Regions from separate parts of the Mus musculus genome. Here all the other regions are linked to region 1. The links are chromatin contacts, called in public Hi-C and promoter capture Hi-C maps. All regions are on one chromosome and are shown on one strand. The core of a region is the stretch at or near the end of the contact, and the rest is flanking DNA. Distances in the headings are between cores, read along the strand shown.

Region 1 (2,892 bases), core at 211-2,710:
CAAGGTTTCTCTGTGTAGAACCTGGTTGTCCTGAAACTTGCTCTGTAGATATCTTAGTTAAGATTTTACTGCTGTAAACAGACACCATGACCAAGGCAATTGGGGCTGGCTTACAGAGTCAGAGGGTCAGTCCATAATCATCGAGACAGGTGCATGAAGGCCTCCAGGCAGGCATGGTACAGGAGGAGCAGAGAGTTCTGTGTCTTCTTCTGAAGGCCCCTAGAAGAAGTCTGACTAAGGCACTTGGCAGAGCTTCAAAGCCCACTCCCAGAGTGGCATACTTCCTCCAACAAGACTACACCTACTCCAACAAGGCCACACCTCCAAATAGTGCTACTCCCTGGGCCAAGCATGGTCAAACCACCACAGTAGACCAAGCTGTCCTGAAACTCAGAGAGATCTGCCTGCCTCTGCATTTCAAGTGCTGGGATTGAAGGTGTGGGTCCCCTCCTTCCTCTTCTGAGGTCTAGTCCTGCCAGAGTTGGAAACAAAGGATGATTCCTGGGGGGAAGGGGGTTTCCATGGTGACAGGTGGCTTCTCAGCTCTGGGGGACACCCTTAAACTTGATGGGATGTAGGAGGTGGCCTGATGGCACACAGAGGCCTGTTGTCCCAGCTACTACAGGGACTGAGAATTCCAAGCTCAAGCTTTGCAGGGGCAACTTAGCAAGGCCTTGCCTCCAAAAGTAAAAGGGGGCTGGGGGCGTGGTCAAGAGTGGAGTCTCTAATCCCTAGTGAGGGGCTGGGGGCGTGGTCATGGGTGACTTCTGCCTAGAATCCCTCGGTGAAGGGCTGGGGGTGTGGTCAGAGGTAGAGCTGCTGCCTAGAATCTCCCAGTGAAGGTCTGGGGGCGGGGTCAGTGGTGAAGCCCCTGCAGAAGATTTTCTAGTGTTCCGGTTCAAGATACACAAGAGTTCTATGCACTAAGTTTAAAGAGTCTGGTCCTTTAGGAGCCCAATCTGGATAGAGGAGGCCACCCAGTTGGCTGGTGGTGGCACTAGCATGCAAGTCTGTAGTGGGCTCTGAGCCTGACCAAGCTGCCCTGGGCTCTGTCCTGGATCTCTCCAGAGTGGGGCAGCATTGGTTGACAAGCATAGCCTGGGTCTGCTCTTCCTGGGACAGGTGTGTATCTCTCTCTCTTTCGATCTTGGGGATGTTTATCCTTCATAAGGGCATAGTGTCGCTGTCCCAGAGAAGCCACTTGCAGCCCCCACGGCTCCAGAGGCGCGCGCACAGAGATTTTTTTTTTTTTTTTGCCTAATTTCTCTCCCCCCGGTTTTTTTTTTTTTTTTGAGTGGGGGTGGGGCGGGAACACTAGGATCGAACCCAAGCCTCAGTTTCCCCAGCGGGTCTTGGAACCGAAGAAGCAGAGCAGGCGGGGGCGGCGGTGCCACCTTAAGGCGGGTCCCGCCCGCGGCTCCCAGCCGAGCCCCGCGGAGGGAGGCGGCTCCGCAGCCACTGAGGCCACCAGCGCCGACCCCGGGCGGCGGCCACAGACCTGCGGCGCTGACTGCAGCTGCCCCTGGGTTGTACAACCCCGGACGCGCTGGCTGGAGGGGGGGCGCAGCGCGGGGTCCTGGTCCCCTGCCCCGACAGGCTCTCCCTGGCTGCTCTTTCTTTGCGTAAAAATCCCTCCCCCAGCTCCGGCTTCTCTCCTAGCTTTTCCAGGCTCAGTCTCCTTGCACCCCAGCTCTAGCTTAGCACCCCAAATTCTACTGCCTGCTCCTCCCCGCACCCAATTCTCTCCCCAGCGCCACCTCTGCACCTCAGCGTCCCTTTGCCACATCCTCAAGCCTCCAAGAAGCTGGGGGGGTCCATTCTCTCACCCATCCATCAGCAGGATGTACCCTCAGGGAAGGCACCCGGTGAGTACGGAGACTCCCATCTCTGGCTGCAGGAGGTGGGGACCAGGGAGGGGACTCCTGCCTGCTGTTGCCCTGGAACTCACCCTAGTGTCCTTTCCCACTCTCCCCCTCAGACCCCGCTGCAGTCTGGCCAGCCTTTCAAGTTCTCAGTACTGGAAATCTGTGACCGGATCAAAGAGGAATTCCAGTTTCTTCAAGCTCAGTACCACAGGTGAGGGAGCCCTAGTTCTGGGCCCTGGGAAGCCCCATGGGGGTGAGCGGGGACTCTTGGAGGGGCGTGGTTTCTAGGGCAAGGGGCGGGGCTCATTGGGCCTACTGGAGGGCTTTCTGGTGGAGGTGGTGCCCAGAAGAGTGTGAGATGAATGGATTCAGGGAAAGCCTTCCCTGAGAATGTTTTGGTCCCAGGAGTAGATCTGGGCTCGAGAGGACTGGGAACAGTTTCTAAAGGAATGGGGAGCCAGCAGCTTCTGCCTGTCACTGTGGAAACTGACCCATGTGGGGTGTGGCAAGTCAACCCCCATTTTTGTCTATTCTTCCTGCCCAGCCTCAAGCTAGAATGTGAGAAGCTGGCCAGCGAGAAGACAGAAATGCAAAGGCATTATGTGATGGTAAGGAGTACCTGCCCATTCTGCCCACTTCCGTGTTCTCCCTAAAAAGGGCAGGCTGGGATACCAGGCACTGTTCTGTGGGTCTCCCCCCCCCTCCAATTTGGGGGACTACCTGATTGTCCTATCTCTCTGAGCCCATCCGTGATCCATCTTGTGGGTTCCCTGTCTGGGTCTCCATGGGGCTCAGGGTGTTTGTGTCTTGCCCTGATACTCGTACCACCCCCTCGAGGCTGCACCCCATCAGTGTCCCCAGGGTGGCACCAGCTATCCACACTGGCCAAGACTGTCTCCTTTGCAGTACTACGAGATGTCCTACGGACTCAACATTGAGATGCATAAACAGGTGACCATGTGGGGTACGGGTGTCTGCGGGGAGGGTCTAACTAAGTTCATCCACATTTCAGGTGGTCATCCCAAAG
Region 2 (2,892 bases), core at 244-2,743, 2.0 Mb after region 1:
CAAGACTTGATTCTGGGACTTTTGTTCGAGTTATCAGTTCAGCGTGCTCTTTTTCTCTCGTGGGCTAGATTTAGTCTTGTGATAATGTGGGCCCGAAGCTGCCAACAGCTACCATATGGAACCTAAAGAAGGCTGCCAGAACTGCATGCTACAGAAACTGAAAATTCCAATAGGCCACCCTGAAGCCAGAGACACACTAAGTCCACATGTGTTTGTCAGCTGTCACTGTAACAAACACTTTTGTTAGAAAAAAAAAGCATTTTCTAATTTCTTTGCAATGCCAGGCATGGTGACACATGCCTGTATTCCCAGCACTTAGGAAAGCACTTTACAAAGTAAAGATGTTCATTTGTGGCTCAGATCTGTAGAGGTTTCCCTCCATAGCCTTGTCACAGGCCCAGGAGCAGCAGGGACTCTCAGCTACGATAATGAGATCTTGTCTCAAAATAAAACCAAGCCCAAACCTTAGCATCTCAGAACATGCTCTTCAAGAGAACATTCTATATTGATTTGTGGTACTTTATATAATGCAAATAACTTTAAAACTCTGCTTGAAAAAGACTCAGCTAATAGACACAAGAAAAATTTAAGAGCCACTTTGTATTAATGAGCACCTACCCGTTTTCAAGTAATCCAGTCTTCTTTAATGAGATTTGAATTCTTCCTATGCATTTGCAAACACATGAGCATAAATAAACGTTTACGTCGATTGTAGATGTTACAGCAAATATGCATTGTTCTAAAATCGACTCCTCTCCTTTTTTTTTTTTTCTTTTTTTTCTTTAATGCCATTTGAGACCTATTTCATTTTGTAGCTTTCTAGGAGTTCAGAGTATGGATGTCTTAAATTTTACATTATGATTTTTTTTTTGATGCTATTTAGACTGCTTCGTAGAAGTACATACTAAAAACTGCCCTGATAGAAAGCGTTTTGTGTAAACGTTAGGATAGATGTAGAACTCAGGGTAACACAGTTCCCACCCCACCTTCTTAAAAGCAAGGAAAGAAAGAATAGTGATCTATGTAAAGCAAACCCAGTAGTGAGATTGCTTGGTGGCGTTCTTAAAGTCATTACTTTTTTACACACACAGGTCTTTTCTCAACAAATAATCTGCACAGGAAGTGCAAGGGGATCAAGGAATCGCGAGGGTAAAGACAGAAAGGGAGCTGGTGAGACAGGCATCTTGGTCCAAGGGCTCGGGCAGTGTCCAGGTGAAGGACCGGGTCTTGCGTTGGGCCCCACCCGGTTATTTCCATTCTTTCCAGGTTAGACTGAGGGAGTAATCCCCTAGGATATAAAAAAAAAAGAGCCTCGAGGAACGGAATGTGCCCTGAGAACAGTCGTGAACGGCAGCGAGACCAGGAAAGGATGCAGGATGCCAACGGCAGCCATCACTATGGCGGCCGCGCCGGGAGCAGGCGGTCGACTCGCTTTCCCAGCGGCTCCCGCGGTCCGCAGGGCCGAGAGTCCACTGGCTCTGGCGTGCGGGGGCGGGGCCGAAGCCGGAAGTCACGTGCCGTGACAGCGGCTGGGGTGAGGCCCGCGTCGCGGCTGTGGCTGCTCGGGGCTGTGTCTGTGGGAGGTTCCGCGGCGATGGCCGTGGACACTCTGTCGCCCGACTGGGACTTCGACCGCGTGGACGACGGCTCTCAGAGTAAGCCCCGGCATCGGGCGAGGCGGGCCGGGCGGCGCTGCGGACGGAGGGCGGCGCGGTGCGGCGCCGCGCTGCGCAGCCGCCCTCTCGGGACCCTCCCGCTGGGTGGGACTGGGGCGCTCTGCGTGACCGTGTGGTCGCGTCTGGCCGTGCACTCGCACCCTGCGTCCCTCCCGGAATCGGTGACGGGCCAGCGGTGCCATCGCTGGGGAGCCCCGCGCGAGGCCATCCTCCCGGGTTGTCCATCCCGTCCCAGGGTTTGCCCCAGATGCTCAGCCTTCAGTTCTAGAAGAGTCTGGGTTCCCGTTTCGGTTTCCTGTTTTTCTTTGCTTCTCAAGCCAACTTTTGAAGTTTGGATTCACGTTCTTAGAACCACAGAGACAGCTAAAAACAGCTCTTTCTGGCCTTAAAAAAAAAATCAACCAACATAGGAATATCTTATTCCTTCTCGGCCCTTTATTGATTTTTAAATAGCTGAAAAGGTTTTTAAATCTATTTTAACTTTTTAAAAAATCAGATCTGCTTCGCAGTTGCCTCATGACGTCAAGTCCAAGTTTATGTTTAAAATCACTTCCAACCCCAAAAGCCTCATAGTTTGTTTCAGCATAAATGGACAACCCAAACTAATTAGAGACACTCTGGAGGTTGATTTGTTTGTTTGTTTGTTTGTTTGTTTTTTCTGTGTGATAGAAGATATATTGGGGCGAGTTGCCCAAGAAATTTTTAAATGCATACCTTTCCCAAAAGTAGGAATGCCTTTAAAAATAAAGTACAGCTGCATTATGAATTATTTTACAGAGATACTAGACCATGTACAGATTCCTATGTAACTGTGTTTTGCCTTTACATCTAGTTGAACTATGTTCAGGGTGCTGGGCAGATCTTAAGATATTGGTCTTAGTCAGCATAAAGAAAAATCTAGATGGAAGGATAGTAACCACCCCTTCTCCTCCCCCCCCCCCCCCCCATTGTGCGCTGAGGTCCCTACTTTAGTTTAATCTAACCAAAGTTGGAATGAAGGTATACTGGGTTTCAGCTTTAAGTGGAATGAATGATCAGTTATTTAGACATAATCAGTTTTTTAGATGCTCAGGACTGGGGAAAGGAGTGGAAACAGGACGTGGGTGAGGACACAATATAAAAACCATGTATGTATGAAAATGCCATGGTGAAACTCATAATGTTGTTTACTAACTTTAAAAAGTAGTAGGAAAACTACAAGAAATGCAGTTTGTTG
Region 3 (2,892 bases), core at 117-2,616, 1.4 Mb after region 1:
GCAAGCAACTCATTCATAAAGGAGCAGCAAAATAATACTGGCTACATAAATATCTCCCTGTAATTGACTCTTGTCTGAATCACAGGAAGCCTGCGGACTTTCTCTGCTGAAGGGAAAACTTCAGGAGAAGGAAGAGGAGGTTTGGAGGCGTTTCTGGATACATGTATCAGAAAGCAACTTGTGAGTCTGTCAAATGTGAGGGGAGGATAAGGCCCATTACATTCAGATTCGACAAGAATTTATCAGTGCCCCTGTGAAGAGACACATTCAAAGGTACAATGTCTTATGGAATCCAGCATTCTGTAAATGCATTTAATGGTAAAGTAGAAAGGTCAGGCTTTACAATAACCCTGCTTTCCTGGCATAAAAGTGATCTCCTTATCATTGACCCGCGTCCACCTTATTGATCCTTGGCCACCCAAATGCATGGAGCTGAGCATTTAACAACATTTTACACAATGCAGGTAAGCAGCGCCATCTTTCTCTCTACCTGCCAAGGCTAAGCTGGCTTGGATCTCCCCCTCCCAGCCTCCACTCCCAACACTTTGTTGGACTTTTAGGGGCGTCTTTTCACATCCGTCCGACTGATTCTCATACACTTCGAATAAATTACAGAAAGCTGTACCTTTTGGTGAAACAGTTTTAAAAGCTACAAACCCGCTTTGCCCCGAGGGGTGCGGGTGAGGGCACGTGTCAGAAAGGCTAGCAGCGGCAGTCACCAGATCCTGGGATGCCGGAACAGTTTCCCTAACCTTGACTTTAAGTCCGCTCTCTTTAACCTCTTTGCAAAAGCAGCCCTCAAGCTGAGCTGTCCTTTGAAAGAAAAACGGAACTGCCCAGTTTTTGATCAGTATGAGAAGGGCATCCGCTCTTAGGGGAGCGTGGGGCAACTTCCCCTGCTAAACCGCCCAGGGATTGTAAATGGTCGCGTGTCAGCAGGGCTCCTGTTTGCCTCTGTCACCTAACCTGCTTCTCGCCACACCGGAGAACGGGTGGCAGCACTACAGCATCTTATTCATGGTTTTCCCCCATCCCGGTTGTGTCATGGAAACGTTCACGCAACCTCGAGACAGCGGCCCAGCTCCGCCCAGGGACTGAGGGCTTTTGGGACCCTGCGGGAGCGTGCTGCGCACTCCGGACTCCCCGGGAAACAGCTGGACGCGACCACGTCTCGGGTAGGGGCGGGGGGAGGCGACGCTCCGCCCCGGCGCGGCCCCGCCCTCCCCGCTCGCCGGCGCCCTCCCCTCGCCGGGGGCTGCGAGTTGCGTTTGGTAAAACCCAGCCCTGGAATATATAGATCACTGGAGCGCAATGAAGTAGCTTTTGGCGAGGGAGGGAGGGAGGGGGGCCTGGACAGTCACAGAGGCCAGTGCACGGCGGCGGCGGCACCTTCCTTCTCGCATCCCGGTCGCCCGGCCCGTGAGGAGGCAGCGGCGGCCGCAGGCGCCAGCAGAGGAGGCGGCGGAGCATCGAGCAGAGGCGAGGCGGACCGGCAGGAGCGCGCGGCCGGAGCCACGCATCCTCACACTTGCACACCAACTCCTGCGCCTTTCACCCTCTAGACCAGAGTCGGGGCCTCGGAGAGCCTCGGTGAAGCTAGCGGGAGCCAGCTCCGGAGCCCAGCCAGCTCTGTTCTGAGCCTCCCCGGTGCTGGTACCCCCGCGGCGGGGTCCCCGCTTCTGCGCTCGGGACGCGCCTCCCGGACAGCCGGGTCCCCGCGGCCAGGACAAAGCCATGAAGCCGGCGCTGCTGGAAGTGATGAGGATGAACAGAATTTGCCGGATGGTGCTGGCCACTTGCTTCGGATCCTTTATCTTGGTCATCTTCTATTTCCAAAGTATGTTGCACCCAGGTAGGGGGCGCGTTAGCGTGGTTTTGTTGGATATTTTCTCCTCTCTCGCTCTGCTTTCTGCTTCTTCCAACCTCACCTCTTCCCTTCGGCCTCTTCGGGGCTCTTTACTGCCGGGATCCGCGGGTCACGGAGTTGGGATGGGAAGAGAAGGTGCGCTTCCTCTTCCTCCCATCTCCAGGCTAGAGGTTGAGACTGCAAGGAGAGACAGCGGCGCGTGTTGTTGCCTCCTTTTTCTTTTCTTTTCTTTTCTTTTTTTCTTTGTGTCTTGTCTATTGGCTAGGTGGCATAGAAAGGTAGGGCTTGTTGGAAGCTGCCCGGGTTGATGGGAAGACTACAAAACTCTGTCCGGGTTGCTGCTGAGGGCTGAGGTGAAGCAGGCGCTGGCAGCCGGCTGTTCTGCGCCAGGCAGCGCTGCCTCTTCCTGGTTGGGGACCCCCGGGCGAGTGGTGCACGCCCCGGCTGGGTAGTGAGTCCCTGCAGCCGCCTGGGAAGCCCCAAGCCCAGCTACCACGTGTTCCAAGCTCAGCAGCAGAGCAGGTGTGGGGACAGAGTGGGTAGGTTCCCTGCTCTTCTCTCCATCGGGGGAGATATTTTGCGAAAACACCCCAGGGTCCAGCACGGTGGTGACTTTGCAGCTGTTGCTCCTGGGCCTGGTCTACCATCTCCTGGCCCCAGACCCCCCAGCTAGGAACTCCAGAGCCTTTGGGCTGCACTTTGACCATCAAAGCTCTTGGAGATACTTTGTGCAGTTTCATCCCTTCTTCTTGGGTTCTGAGCATTTAGAGACTTCTGCAGCACAGGAACGAATCCTTCCTCACGTCTTCTCTGGCTTAGGCTAAATACCAAGTCTCCTATCAGGATAGGCAGGGCCTAGGCACCCCTCATCCCGGGGGTCCAGAAGGAAAGTTTGGTGCTAGAGAAGAGAGGGGCGCCCTGGAGTGCTCTGGCCGGGCTGTGCTGCATGGTTTAGAAGCCCAACAGGTAGGACTTTCTAAGACGGTTCTGTATGTGGCCACCCAGCCTTAGACTTGGGAACCCCT
Region 4 (2,892 bases), core at 271-2,770, 1.3 Mb before region 1:
GAAGAGGGTATGGTAGTGTAAAAGCAGGCACAGGCTGCCAAGTAGTACCCAGACGCTAGCGGGTTCCCCAGAGCTCAACCCCTTTGCCAGGCTCCCAGAGTTCCCTCACCATCAAAGTGACCGTCAGGCAGGGTAGGTGCCACCTCCTCCCACAGGCCTTTCAAGGGAACAACCTTGGAGAGGAGAGGGTCAAAAGAGGTTGAGGGTCACATGGGACCCCATGATCTCCCAGCCCTGAGGGTTACTCCCAGTCTGCACCCCAGCGGCAGAAGGTACCTTATGTGGCTGCCGCAGGGCCCAGTCTTGTAGACGCTGGAAGACCCCATCATTGCACTCAATAATCCAGTGTTCCTCTATGGGGGCCTGTTGCACCCTGGAGGCTGCAATGGCCATACCGAAGCCCACTTCCAAGACCCGGCCCCCTAGGAGGACAAAACATGACAGCTGGTTTGGGTGGGGGAGGGGGACTTAGATGTGAGGCCTGGCTCACACTTGCCTCAAGGCCAGCCAGCCAGCCAGCCAGCAGGACCATGTGGGTGGACAGAACAAAGTAACAGCAGAGTGTGGGCTCGGGCCAGCTGCCAATCAGAGCGGCTAGCCTGGGAGCCCAGGGCCTGGCCCCAGGGATCCCTGGACTCTGAGCCCCTGCCCACGCGATTTGTGCTCTAATCTGTGAGAAAGGGCCAAGCCTGGCTTGGAGGCTCTACACCTGCAGCCCCTCCACGTTTCATTCTGCACCTAATACCAAGTCCTCATTTGCCTTGGGTGAACTTTGAAGTCCACTCACTCACTGCCCATCTGCCCTGTTTGAAGCTGGGGTGCCTCAGACACCACCCCTTGTACAGAAGTTCAGGGCCACAGCACCGGGACAGCTGCCTCTCTGCTCAGTTTTCCCAAGCTATTCTTAGCAACAGCCCCTGGAGACTCGGAGGTTCCCGACAAGCACAAGCCTCACGCCCCTCTGCTCTTTCTCGCTCTTTCTATTAAGTTCCACTCGACTGTGGTCCGAAGACCCAGCCCCGGGAAGTAGAAATCTTCCCTGGGAGAGGAAGTTCCAGTTCGGAGCCGGGACCTCTTTCCTGCGTCCACTTTTTGCAAATACCCTTCCCTTCCCGACCAAGGTAGCCCCAAGGCAGCTCAGTGCCTCAGGCAAGGAAACTGAGACTTGCAACATGCATGGGAGCTCCTGCTCTTTTAAGCTGCAGCCTCAGTTTCCTCTGGCAGAGTACCTCTGGAGGCAGCAGCCGCCGCTAGCGCATGCATATAGGGGGTCTCCCAACGCTCCATCACTGGCTTGCCCAGGATTTGCAGGTGCGTGTCAGACGCGTCATAGGCCGCGGGGGCCGCGCGCCACGCGGGGCCGCAGTCCTCGCCGGGCGCGAAGAGCGGGCTAGCTGCAGAAGAGCTCATGGTGAGGCTGTGCAAACCAGGCCGGGAGCGCAGGGCTGCGGAGCCGCGGGGCCGGTGGAGGCGGAGTGGGGCGGTGCCTCTGCACAGAGATTAGCCTTGCACTCAAGTGGGTGGGAGCCTGAGGCGGGGGCGGGGCCTATGCGCCCTAAAGAACTCCGTGGCTGAGCCGTGTGGGCGGGGCCTACTCGCTGGGGCGGGGCTTTTCTGGGCTAGGGTGGGTCCAGTCATTAGAAGAGGGTTGGCCCTTGCTCTGGGAGGGGGTCCAGCCTGGCACTGGGCTGGGCCTGGGTGGATGGAGCTGAGGGACAGGGTGGAGCGTGCTCACGGTCGGGGCTACTCGCTGGAGCCCAAAGTAAAGTTCTGAGGGGCGGATCTACGGAATGGGATAGGTCCTGCACTGGTGGGCTGGGGAGGAGTCCAATCTTTTGCTATGGATGGGGCCAGAGCTGTGGGTTGGGACAGAATCCAGACTTCTATGAGGAATGCAGGCAGGAGCCATACAGGATGGAGCCTGTATGGTAGGACAGAGTCCAGCCTTCTGCTAGGGGCGGGGCCGGAGCAATGGGGTGGGGTCACCATTCTGCTAAGTATGAGAGACGAAACTAAGGAACGGGGCCAGCCGGCTGAGACCGTGGTGTCCAGCCTTCTGCTACGGATGAGGACAGAGCCATGGGGTAGGTGTTTATGGGATAGGATGAAATCCAAGCGTTCTGCTACTGGCGAAGCCTAGTCTTCTTTCACGGGTGGGGCCCAGCCTGGTAGAGGCAAAACAGGATCCGGGGCCTAGCTTTCCGCTAGAGCTGAGGCTGGCGCCAAGGAGGCGGGGCCTGAGGATAGGGTAATTGTGGAGTCCAGCTGAGTCCATCCTTTTACTATGAATGGGGCGGAGCCTGCGGACCTGGGCGGGGCCAAGTTATCTAGGCAGGAAGTTGGAGCCATGAGGGGTGAAGTGCCTGCGGTGCAAGGAGGGACGTTTAGAGACTACCAGTGGTCCCAGTGCCATGGAGAGTACCATATGCTGGCACGTGCACTGTTGTGGCTTCTGGAGGGGCGGGGCAAGCTCCCTGGCACCACATTTGGAATGAGGCTTGACTTTCTGCATTTGCCTGGCTGGCTCGCAAGGGTACTGGATTTACTGTTTGAAGAGGCTGTGAAACTTCCTGATCTCAGCGTGTCGTCCACGATGCTCCTCTAAGTTGATTCTTTTTTTTTTTTTTTTTTAGGTTTTTCGAGATAGGGTTTCTCTGTGTAGCCCTGGCTGTCCTGGAACTCACGCTGTAGACCAGGCTGGCCTCGAACTCAGAACTCCACCTGCCTCTGCCTCCCCAGTGCCGGGATTAAAGGCGTGCGCCACCAGGCCCGGCCCAAGTTGATTTTTTTATTTCTATTTATCCGTTTATTTAGAGACAGGAGCTCCTGACTGGCCTGGAGCTTGCTATTGAGAACAAGTTGGCCGCGAACTCACAGATTTCTGCCTGATTC
Region 5 (2,892 bases), core at 114-2,613, 1.2 Mb after region 1:
AGACACTATGACTGACTATGACCAGAGACCGCAGCTAGCCTGGAATAACGTGGTCCAGTGCAAAAGCTGCTATGTGAATTTTTGTAGTCTCATGGTTATGATTAGATAATCATAAATCAAGACCTTACTAGATACGTAGGTGGGTTTCAGCAATGCAAGGAAAACTCTTACAGGTTCGAGATGCTATCTGCCCATGTGTTCAGGCACACATGTGTAACCCCACACACACATACATACACACACAGGGGAAGGAAGAATAAAATCAAGAGTAAACATAGCAGTGCATGCCTATCTGTATATATATATATGTATACATATATATATATATGTGTGTGTGTGTGTGTGTGTGTGTGTGTGTGTGTGTGTATGTCATATAGCACACACGGGGCAAAAAACAGAGGCTCCTTAATTTAAGGTCAGCCTGGGCACTACATAAACTCTGTCTCAATAAATAAAACCTTAAAAAAAAAGGCAGCTTATTTTTCAAAAGCAGCATGGCAGGATGGCAAATTACCCCACTACCCATTGCCAGATAAGGCTGTGGGAGCAGAGTGGTCCCAAGTTCTTTAGAACCAAACTAAAGAACTAAAGCAAAACTCGGTTACCAAACAGTTTAGCAAGTTTCCAGGTGAGCCCTGGTTAGACACAAGACCCTACCTCAAAAACCACAAACATATTAGTAAAAAGCATCCAGAGGCACGGCTCAGTATAAAGGTGCTTGCCATCAAACCTCAGGAGATGAGTTTTAGTTTGATCCCCAGGACCCACATGATGGAAGGAGAAAACTGATCCCTGAGTTTTCTGTTTTGTTTTTACAAGACAGGGTTTCTCTCTGTAGACCAGGCTGGCTTGAATTTACAGAGACCCACCTGCCTCTGCCTCCCTCTAGTACTGGGATTAAAGGCCTGGATGTGCCACTACCGGCTGGCTTGAGTTGTCCTCTGACCTCCATATGACCTCGACATTAACCATGACACCTGTGGGCTACCTACACATTTTTAAAAAGTCAAAGAAAACAAACAAGTGTATGAGATCCACGGAAAAGCAAGCTGCTCCCAACCCCCATCCTCTCCCACACCCATCCCCATCCTCGCCCACTCCCATCCTCATCCTCACCCCCCCCACCCCCACCCCACCCTCACTCCCATCTCCATCCCAATACTCTCCTCCTCTCCCTCTTCAGGCTAGCTCTGTTGGCGCGGCCCATCGCTTATCTCTTCCCTGGCCGGCAGGGGGCGCGCGCCCTCCGCTCGCCATCCTCCTCCTCCTCCCGCGCGCGTGGACCGCCCCCCACCCCCCTCGCGTGCCGGGCTGCTCGAGAGCAAGGAGGAGGGGGACCGGAGGCGCGGAGGGCAGGAGCGGCGAGGGTGTGTCAGGTACGGCCGAGCAGCGCCTGTCCACGCTGCCCCGGCAGCGCGCTCCTCCTTGCTCTCGAGCAGCCCGGCACTGCCCTCCCGGAGCTTCCGAGGAGTCGGCTGCTGGGCCGGAGCGGAGAGGGGCACAGGTCGCCAACGGGCCGCCCTGCCTCAGCCGCAGGTTCTCAAGGGCGTTGGTGGCTCCACAAGCTCGCCCGCCCGACCTCTCGCCGCCCCAGACCCGTGTAAGCATCTCCCGCGATGGTTTCAAGTAACCCCCATTTTACAGGTGAAGAAACCGACGCTCCAAGAAGTTAGGAAACTTGCTCACTCAGAAATCTGCCTGCCTCTGCCTCCCGAGTGCTGGGATTAAAGGCGTGCGCCACCACGCCTGGCTGTTTTTTGGGGGTTTAAAAAGATACTTTATAAACAGGTAGAAATATAAGCCAAGTTACTCCCCAAGTTACCCAGGCCAGAGTGGCAGAGCTGGGACCCAAGCCGATGCCATTGGGCTGTAGGTCTCTGGCTGTGATCATTGGTTACACGGCCTCCCCCACATCCTTTATAGGTCCCAAAGGGAAATAAAACACTGAACCCTGGCTTCTGCCGAGATGGTGAGATAGGGGCTCGCCCCACGTGGGATGCATAGCTGATGAGGGAAGGTTGGTAGGGTGTCTGGCGCAGGGTCCTTCCCTGCATTCCAGGTCAGGGAGCCCCAGGGAAGGACAGGAAGGCAGAGGACCTAGAAGAGCGCTTATGATGGGGAAGGGGAGGTCTTCGGAGGGATAGGACAGTACCCGCGTGAAGGGTGGATAGCTCCTGTGGCCATCGCTTCAGTTTCTTCTCACTTATCACGAGGGAGTTGGAGATGTGTTCTAAATCGATTTCTGTGAGGCACCTACTCTTACTAGGTGGTTTTTTTTTTTTGTTTGTTTGTTTGCTTTTTGTTGTTTTTTAAGATTTATTTATTTTATGTATATGAGTACACTGTAGCTGTCTTCAGATACACCAGAAGAGGGCATCAGATCCCATTACAGATGGTTGTAAACCACTATGTAGTTACTGGGAATTGAACACAGAACCTCTGGAAAAGCAGTCAGTGCTCTTAACCACCGAGCCATCTCTCTAGCCCTCTTAACTAGTTTTTGTTTGTTTTTTTGGGGGGGGTATTTATTTATTTTGGTTTTTCGAGACAGGGTTTCTCTGTGTAGCTGTGGCTGTCCTGGAACTCACTCTGTAGACCAGGCTGGCCTCGAACTCAGAAATCTGCCTGCCTCTGCCTCCCGAGTGCCGGGATTAAAGGCGTATGACACCACGCCCGGCTGTTTTTTGGGTTTTTAAAAAAATACTTTATGCCGGGCGTGGTGGAAATATAAGGCAAGTTAACTCCCTGCCCTGGCTTTCATTGGCCTAGATACTACATCAGGCGGTCTCTGTTCCTACCTTGCCAGAATGACGGTGTCTATTGTGCCGTTTTACGGTTTTCATTTTTATTTATGTGTGTGCGCGTGCGTGCCTGCTTGTCTGTGTGCACCGT
Region 6 (2,892 bases), core at 127-2,626, 1.2 Mb after region 1:
GGTATGTGTATGCATCTTGCTTAGAGTGGGAACCGGGGGAGAGCCTTACCAACCCAAATAGTTGCTAAGTATATACTTAGACTTAATCCATTAAGAATATCTCTCTTCATATGGAAAGCATTTTCTTCAGGGCAGGTTATAATCTGTGTAATAGCTCAAGGGAATGCATACATCTGCTTGGTGTTTGAAGAAATGCAAATCTGTATCCAAGAAAAGCAGATTCCCTTCCTCCAACCTCCTTTCTTTGGCATCGACAACCACAGCTTTGCATCGATAGAATCCTTAAATTAAGCTACAAAGAGCAGTGCAGAGGAGGAATCATTTGCCTTTAAAGGAATTCTGGTTAAACTCTCAGTATCTCATCCATAAAGCTCCTATTTATTAATGCCACTACTACTGACCAGTTGAGCCATCACTTTCTGTTACCGATTAGTTTCCTTACTGAGAGCTGAAGCCACTCGGGTGATTTGTGGCACCATCTACAAAAACTAGGGTCTGTGAAGATTAGCGGGATGCCATTTTTTTTAAAGGTCGTCTGCTACCTAACCTTGTCTACATCAAACAGCCCTCTTCTAGACTTTAGGCATGAAAGGATCTGCGGGTGCTCCGTAAATTCTTTGTTCTCGCAGACCCTCCCGCCCCCCCAGCACGGGTGACTGAAACCTCCGTGCAACCTCCAAGGCTCCCTTCCCACCTTCGGGGCAAGTCCGGGGCGAGCCAGGCGCCAGATGGCTGCATGCTGTAGGCGCGGAGCGGGCCGGGGGCCCGCCAGGCCGCTCGTTCCTCGCAGGGACCCGCCGCCTCGGCTCGCAGGTGCCCGGGCGGCCCCGCGGAGCGCATCCCCCCGCCGCCCGTGCCCAACGCCCGCCGCCGGCGGGATGCGGGAGACAAAGCGGCCGCTCCGGGGCGCAGCGTTCCCCGCCCGCCGGCTCCCCGGACAAAATGGAGCCGGCCCGGGGCTGCCGCCGCGAGAGCCCCGCAGCCGCCCGGCCCAGCCCGACCGCGGCTCGCGGCCCCGCGCACAAAGCGCCCGCCGCCCCGCGCCCGGCCCGGCCCGGCCCGGCCCGAAGCACAGCGGCCTCGCCCGGAGGCCCGGCCCGCCCGAAGACTGCGGACTGCGAGTGCCCCCGACCGCCGCGGCGTTGGCGGCGGGGACGGCGCCGGGAGGAGACGGACATTTCATTCGAGCTAAAGTGGAGTCGGTTTAGGAGCGATCATTGGCCGAAGCGAGACACAAACCTCCAATGCAGCCCTGGTTGGCTCCCGTCTCCAATCGGCTGTTTGGTTGGACAGAAAATGGCTGCGAAGGAACCAGTCCCAGCGCGGAGCTCCACTTCCAGGACTCGGCCTCCCCTCCCTCCGCCGCGGGCCGCTTCCCTCTACGTGACACCCTCCCTCCGCGACGCCCGCGCCCGAGGCCACGCCCCGGTCCGCCCCCGGCCCCGCCCCGGAGCCTCTGAGCAAGGCGCGCGGTCCGTAAAAGCGCGCGGGCGGGCTCTGGATGTTCGCTCTTCAGGGCGTCCGAGAGGCCGGCGTTCTCATCCAGAGCTCCACGCGGAAAGGCTTGCTCTGGCTTCTTTCTCCTTCCAGCTCCTCCTTCCCCACTAACCAGCGTCTCGCCCGCCTGAGTTCAGCCCCGGAGGGGATCTACACCTGAGCTACTTTCCAGAATGCTTTAGGCACCTAATGTTTTCTAGGTATCCCTCCAAGCCACCTCAGGCACACAGCGTTCCCTCTCAAGTCACAGTGAACAAAGATGTTAGTTTTTCATTTTAGCACACCATCCCCTTCCTCCAAGTTTAACAGGTAGGCTGTCCCAGCCGACTTCCACCCTGTACCCTGGTGCTGTGTTCTGGTGTTAGGTCTGCCCTACCAAGTTGGCTTACTACCTAAAGTGCTCATTTCCCAACCAGATAACACTGGGCTGCAAAAACTCATGGCCTCTGTGCATTTAAGGCCTTCCCTGTCGGCCTCACTGAAATCTGGATCAAATGTCCCTTGGCTACCATTCTCCCTTGTGGTGGTGATCCAAAATGTCCTGCATGGCCAGCCACTGCAAAGTACTGCAGGATACCTGCACCCAGATAGATGGAAAATTATTGTCCTAGGACTTAACAAGGATAAGTAAGCAAGACTGAAAGTTCTAGGTCAGCCAGAGATACATTAAGACCCTGTCTTTAGAAATAATAGTATGGCTGGGTCAGGCAGGTGCACGCCTTTAATTCCAAGACAAGGGAGGCAAATCTCAAGGCCAGCCTGGTCTACAGAGTGAGTTCCAGTACACCAAGGCTACACAGAGAAACCCTGTCTGAAGAAACAGAAACTGTAGTAGTAATAATTATAGAAGGCCCTGGTGTTGTGGCTTATGCCTTTTAAACCCATGACTGGGGAGACACAAACAGGAAGATTGGAAATTCCAGACCATCTTGGGCTCCCTAGTGTGTGTGTTCACGTCCAGCCTGGGCTACATAATCGGACTGTATCTCAAAAAAAGAAAAAAAGGTGTTTGGGTGTATATTCCATATAAGTATGTGCATAAAGTATACAGAAAGATTGAAATATGTTATTTATTGATATCCCGCTGTGTCTAGAATAAATAAATATTTCTCAGGTAAATAAGGAAGCAAGAACAAATGAGTCTTTCTCGGTTATTTCAAGAGGAGTTAGGAGCACCACCACCTGAATCTACCAAATTCTAGGACACCCTCCTCTTCCTCTCCCTTCTTCTCTTGTTTTGGTTTTGTTTGTTTGTTTGTTTGTTTGTTTGTTCCAAGGCAGGATGTCTCTGTGTAGCCCTGGCTGTCCTGGATTTCACTCTGTAGACCAGGCTAGCCTCAAACTCACAGTTCTGCCTACCTCTGCCTCCCCAATGCTGGGACTAAAGGAGTGAAC
Region 7 (2,892 bases), core at 153-2,652, 1.1 Mb after region 1:
TCCCAGCAACCACATAGTGGCTCACAACCATCTGTAATGAGATCTGACTGCTCTCTTCTGGAGTGTCTGAAGACAGCTACAGTGTACTCACATAAATAAATAAATAAATAAATAAATCTAAAAAAAAAAAACAAACAAACTCTTAGAACCTCCGAAAGTCAAGTATGGTGATACATGCCCTGTAATCCCAGTCAGTATGCAAGAGAGTGAACAGGAGACTTGCCTCAGGTTGAGGCCAGCCTGGACTACAGCTGCAAAGCTCTAAGCCAAGTCAGGGGTACACAGTTTTGTAATTATCTCAAAAACCAAAAGAACCTCCGAGAAATCGAGGTGAGATTGCTGTCTAAGGTTCTAAAGCAGAGATGCATCTAGCATCTAGGCGAGTGTTTGTCCATCTCCAACGTAGACAACTGTTTATGGAAATCTTTGTAATCTACCAAGAGCTTCCCCTTACAGATTAGTAAACTGAGGCCCAAACATTGGTGGCTTCCAATCTTAGGTTTTCCAGTTCCAATCAGCCCTACTCCTCATCACAGGAATTGACAAGAAAGACAATTGAAAAGAAAGAATGTTGTTTTGTGTAAGGCACAATATTTATTTATCATTATTATAATTATCATTTTAGTTTTTCACGACGGAGTTTCTCTGTGTAGTATTGCCTGTCCTGAAACTCGCTCTATAAACCAGGCCAGCCTCGAACTTAGTTCTGCCTGCCACTGTCTATGCAAATGCTGGGTCGCCCAGCCAAGACACATAGTTGCGGGGGAGGGGGTGGTTGTTTTCATTTTAATTTAATTAACTTTACGTCCCGTTCACAGCCCCACCCCCACCCAGTCCCACGCTTACAAATCCTGCCCCCTTCTCTTCTCAGAGAAGAGGAAGCCCCACTTGGGTAAGACTCTGGTACATCTAATCTCAGCAAGTGTAGGCACATCCTTTCCCACTGAGGAAACACGCAGTCCTCTTCCCCCAGTCCGCGCTGGGTCCACTGGCAAGGAACAGAGACCTAGACAGCCCCTGTTCCACTTGTAGGGGACTCACACGGACACCAAGCTTCACATTTGCTACAAACGTGTAGAGGGGTCTAGGTCCAGCTCCTGAAAGCTCCCTGGTTGGTAGCTCAGGCTCTGTGAGCCCCAAGTCAGGTAGCTTTTAATCCGCACAAAATTTGAGGTGAAAAGACATGAATTTGCCACCACGCATAATACATCCTAAAGGCCATCACCCTTAACCCACACCTTCAAGGAAACTTAGAGCCCACAAAAGCTGACGTCAGCCGGGCGCTCCCCATCCTCGCCGAGATCCACGTTTCCCGAAAGGCTAAGCGGCGGTCGGGGCGCCCCGAAAAGGACACGCCATTGGCCTGGCCAGCATCACGTGATGGCGAGGCCGCCGGCCTCCTCGGAGGGGGACGGAAGTGCGCTGGGGACTCGCCGCGGTGATGTAGCAGCGTGGGAGGGGCCGAGGCCAGCGCCGTCCATCCACCGGCCGCCCCGATCCTGTGGTGAGTCCGCGCGCTGAGCGGCAGAGCGGGCGCCCGTGGGCTCGGCAGGAGTGGCCGTACCCTCGGCGGCGCCGCCATGGACGCAGAGGCCGCGCGCAGGTAACGCGGGCGCTCGCGGCTGGGGTCGGTCAGGGCCGCGGCCCGCACAAAGGCCGGCTTGCGCGTGCGCAGTGGGGACCTCCCCGCTCCCCACACGTCCCCCCCCCCTCCCAGGTCCGCGCACGTCCTCTGCCTCCCGTACCCGCGAGCTTTAAAAGGTGGTGTGTGCCCGGCCGCAGCCTCCGCCCGCGCGGTTCTTCACCCTCCGTCACCGTGGACTGTAAAGGCGAAGCGGGTACCCTGTGGCCGCGGTTGCTGCGGGGTCCTTCTCATCCTCGCGGGATAGATACTATTGCTGTGGAGTGTGTATAACACGCTAAGAAGTCAATCTGTAGATGTCTTTCATTCTGGGATGGTCTTTAAAATTGTCCCTTAGTGGTAATGGGGATGTCAGGGCGGGCCTGACAAAGTATAGGTTTGGGGATTTAGACTCTTCGCAGAAAGCTAAGAAAAACAAAATGGCAAGGTCTTCGCAGGTAAAAGGAATGGAGATTTAGGTATTAGCCCTGCCTGGCGAAGAATTAGCTTGCCTCTAAGTGGCAAATGGACATTGAACTTAGGCAAGAGATTCTGTCTTCAGCCCGCCTTCCCACTCGACGGCTGTATTATGGTACATCTTTGAGCAGATTGACGGGGGCTGATGGCAGTCCATGGGAGTTGAAATGAAAGTCTGGTTTACCACTCAAAGATCCAAGGGACACTGCAGAAGGGCCTCTACTCACAGGACAGGTAGACCTATCTTAAAGCCTTTACCAACTACAGGGTGCCAGGGACCTGCTGGTGAAAGTGGGAAATATGCCGGCCCAACTTTCAGAGGGGTTTGTAGAACTGATAGGTTGAACTGGAGTCTACATAAATACATGCTGAATGGATGCAATAGTGAATCATTAACAAAAAGAGGCACAATATTACATGTGTGTGTACGTGTGTGTGGTCTGTCTCTCTCTCTCTCTAACCCAAGACTAAATAGTGTGTGTGTGTAAGACCTTGATGTCATACTACTGAAATGATTTAAAAATGAACCCAGATTTTTATTATTATTTGGGAGTGTGTGGTTGGGGATTGAGCCCAGAGCCTCCAGTGTGCTAAGCAAGCTTACCACTGAGTCATGTCCCTCAGCCATCTTCTTACTCGTTATTTTGAAAGGTCTTGCTGTGTTGCCTTGGCTACCCTTGGCTTCACTCTGTAGCTCCGGTGGACCTTAAATTCATGAGCCTCATGCCTCAGCCTCTCAGATGGCTGGGGTTATGGGCCTTTCCTCCCAGGCCCAGCAGGAACTGGAAATTCTG

The links. Promoter capture Hi-C pulls out the DNA fragments that hold promoters and counts their contacts. A called contact is a pair of places that touch in the nucleus more often than the background predicts.
Region 2: a contact with region 1 is called in a promoter capture Hi-C map of pre-B cells, with 5 times the contacts expected there. The contact joins the promoter of Washc4 here to the promoter of Tle2 in region 1. A contact is called at or near these places in 2 of 39 promoter capture datasets (liver and pre-B cells) and 1 of 115 datasets of contacts at active chromatin or transcription factors (astrocytes).
Region 3: a promoter capture Hi-C map of pre-B cells shows a contact between it and region 1, with 2.9 times the contacts expected there. The contact joins the promoter of Chst11 here to the promoter of Tle2 in region 1.
Region 4: a contact with region 1 is called in a promoter capture Hi-C map of liver, with 3 times the contacts expected there. The contact joins the promoter of Gamt here to the promoter of Tle2 in region 1.
Region 5: a promoter capture Hi-C map of liver shows a contact between it and region 1, with 3 times the contacts expected there. The contact joins the promoter of 1700028I16Rik here to the promoter of Tle2 in region 1. A contact is called at or near these places in 4 of 39 promoter capture datasets (the C10 cell line, hippocampal neurons, liver and 1 more) and 1 of 9 other capture datasets (adipose tissue).
Region 6: a contact with region 1 is called in a promoter capture Hi-C map of liver, with 4 times the contacts expected there. The contact joins the promoter of Nfyb here to the promoter of Tle2 in region 1. A contact is called at or near these places in 4 of 39 promoter capture datasets (hippocampal neurons, liver and pre-B cells) and 3 of 115 datasets of contacts at active chromatin or transcription factors (bone marrow-derived macrophages, embryonic forebrain and stem cell-derived neural progenitor cells).
Region 7: a contact with region 1 is called in a Hi-C map of B cells, with 15 read pairs. The contact joins the promoter of Tdg here to the promoter of Tle2 in region 1. A contact is called at or near these places in 5 of 39 promoter capture datasets (the C10 cell line, cranial neural crest, hippocampal neurons and 2 more), 2 of 484 Hi-C or Micro-C datasets (both in B cells) and 4 of 115 datasets of contacts at active chromatin or transcription factors (astrocytes, embryonic forebrain, embryonic stem cells and 1 more).

The regions. Positions count from the first base shown.
Region 1 is chr10:81,573,827-81,576,718 of GRCm38.p6, forward strand. It overlaps Tle2 (transducin-like enhancer of split 2), which reads left to right and starts at 1,461. Exons shown (of 21, transcript NM_019725.2): 1 at 1,461-1,865; 2 at 1,979-2,076; 3 at 2,410-2,473; 4 at 2,703-2,816. The coding sequence starts at 1,842.
Region 2 is chr10:83,542,448-83,545,339 of GRCm38.p6, forward strand. It overlaps Washc4 (WASH complex subunit 4), which reads left to right and starts at 1,494. Exons shown (of 33, transcript NM_001033375.2): 1 at 1,494-1,655. The coding sequence starts at 1,595.
Region 3 is chr10:82,984,131-82,987,022 of GRCm38.p6, forward strand. Chst11 (carbohydrate sulfotransferase 11) reads left to right here and starts at 1,367. Exons shown (of 3, transcript NM_021439.2): 1 at 1,367-1,852. The coding sequence starts at 1,735.
Region 4 is chr10:80,259,492-80,262,383 of GRCm38.p6, forward strand. Gamt (guanidinoacetate methyltransferase) reads right to left here and starts at 1,521. Exons shown (of 6, transcript NM_010255.4): 1 at 1,230-1,521; 2 at 277-422; 3 at 110-173. The coding sequence starts at 1,410. It also overlaps a transcript of Dazap1 not described here.
Region 5 is chr10:82,810,760-82,813,651 of GRCm38.p6, forward strand. It overlaps 1700028I16Rik (RIKEN cDNA 1700028I16 gene), which reads left to right and starts at 1,364. Exons shown (of 3, transcript NR_038042.1): 1 at 1,364-1,600.
Region 6 is chr10:82,762,765-82,765,656 of GRCm38.p6, forward strand. It overlaps Nfyb (nuclear transcription factor-Y beta), which reads right to left and starts at 1,377. Exons shown (of 8, transcript NM_010914.2): 1 at 1,240-1,377. It also overlaps a transcript of Hcfc2 not described here.
Region 7 is chr10:82,628,436-82,631,327 of GRCm38.p6, forward strand. It overlaps Tdg (thymine DNA glycosylase), which reads left to right and starts at 1,403. Exons shown (of 10, transcript NM_172552.4): 1 at 1,403-1,603. The coding sequence starts at 1,581.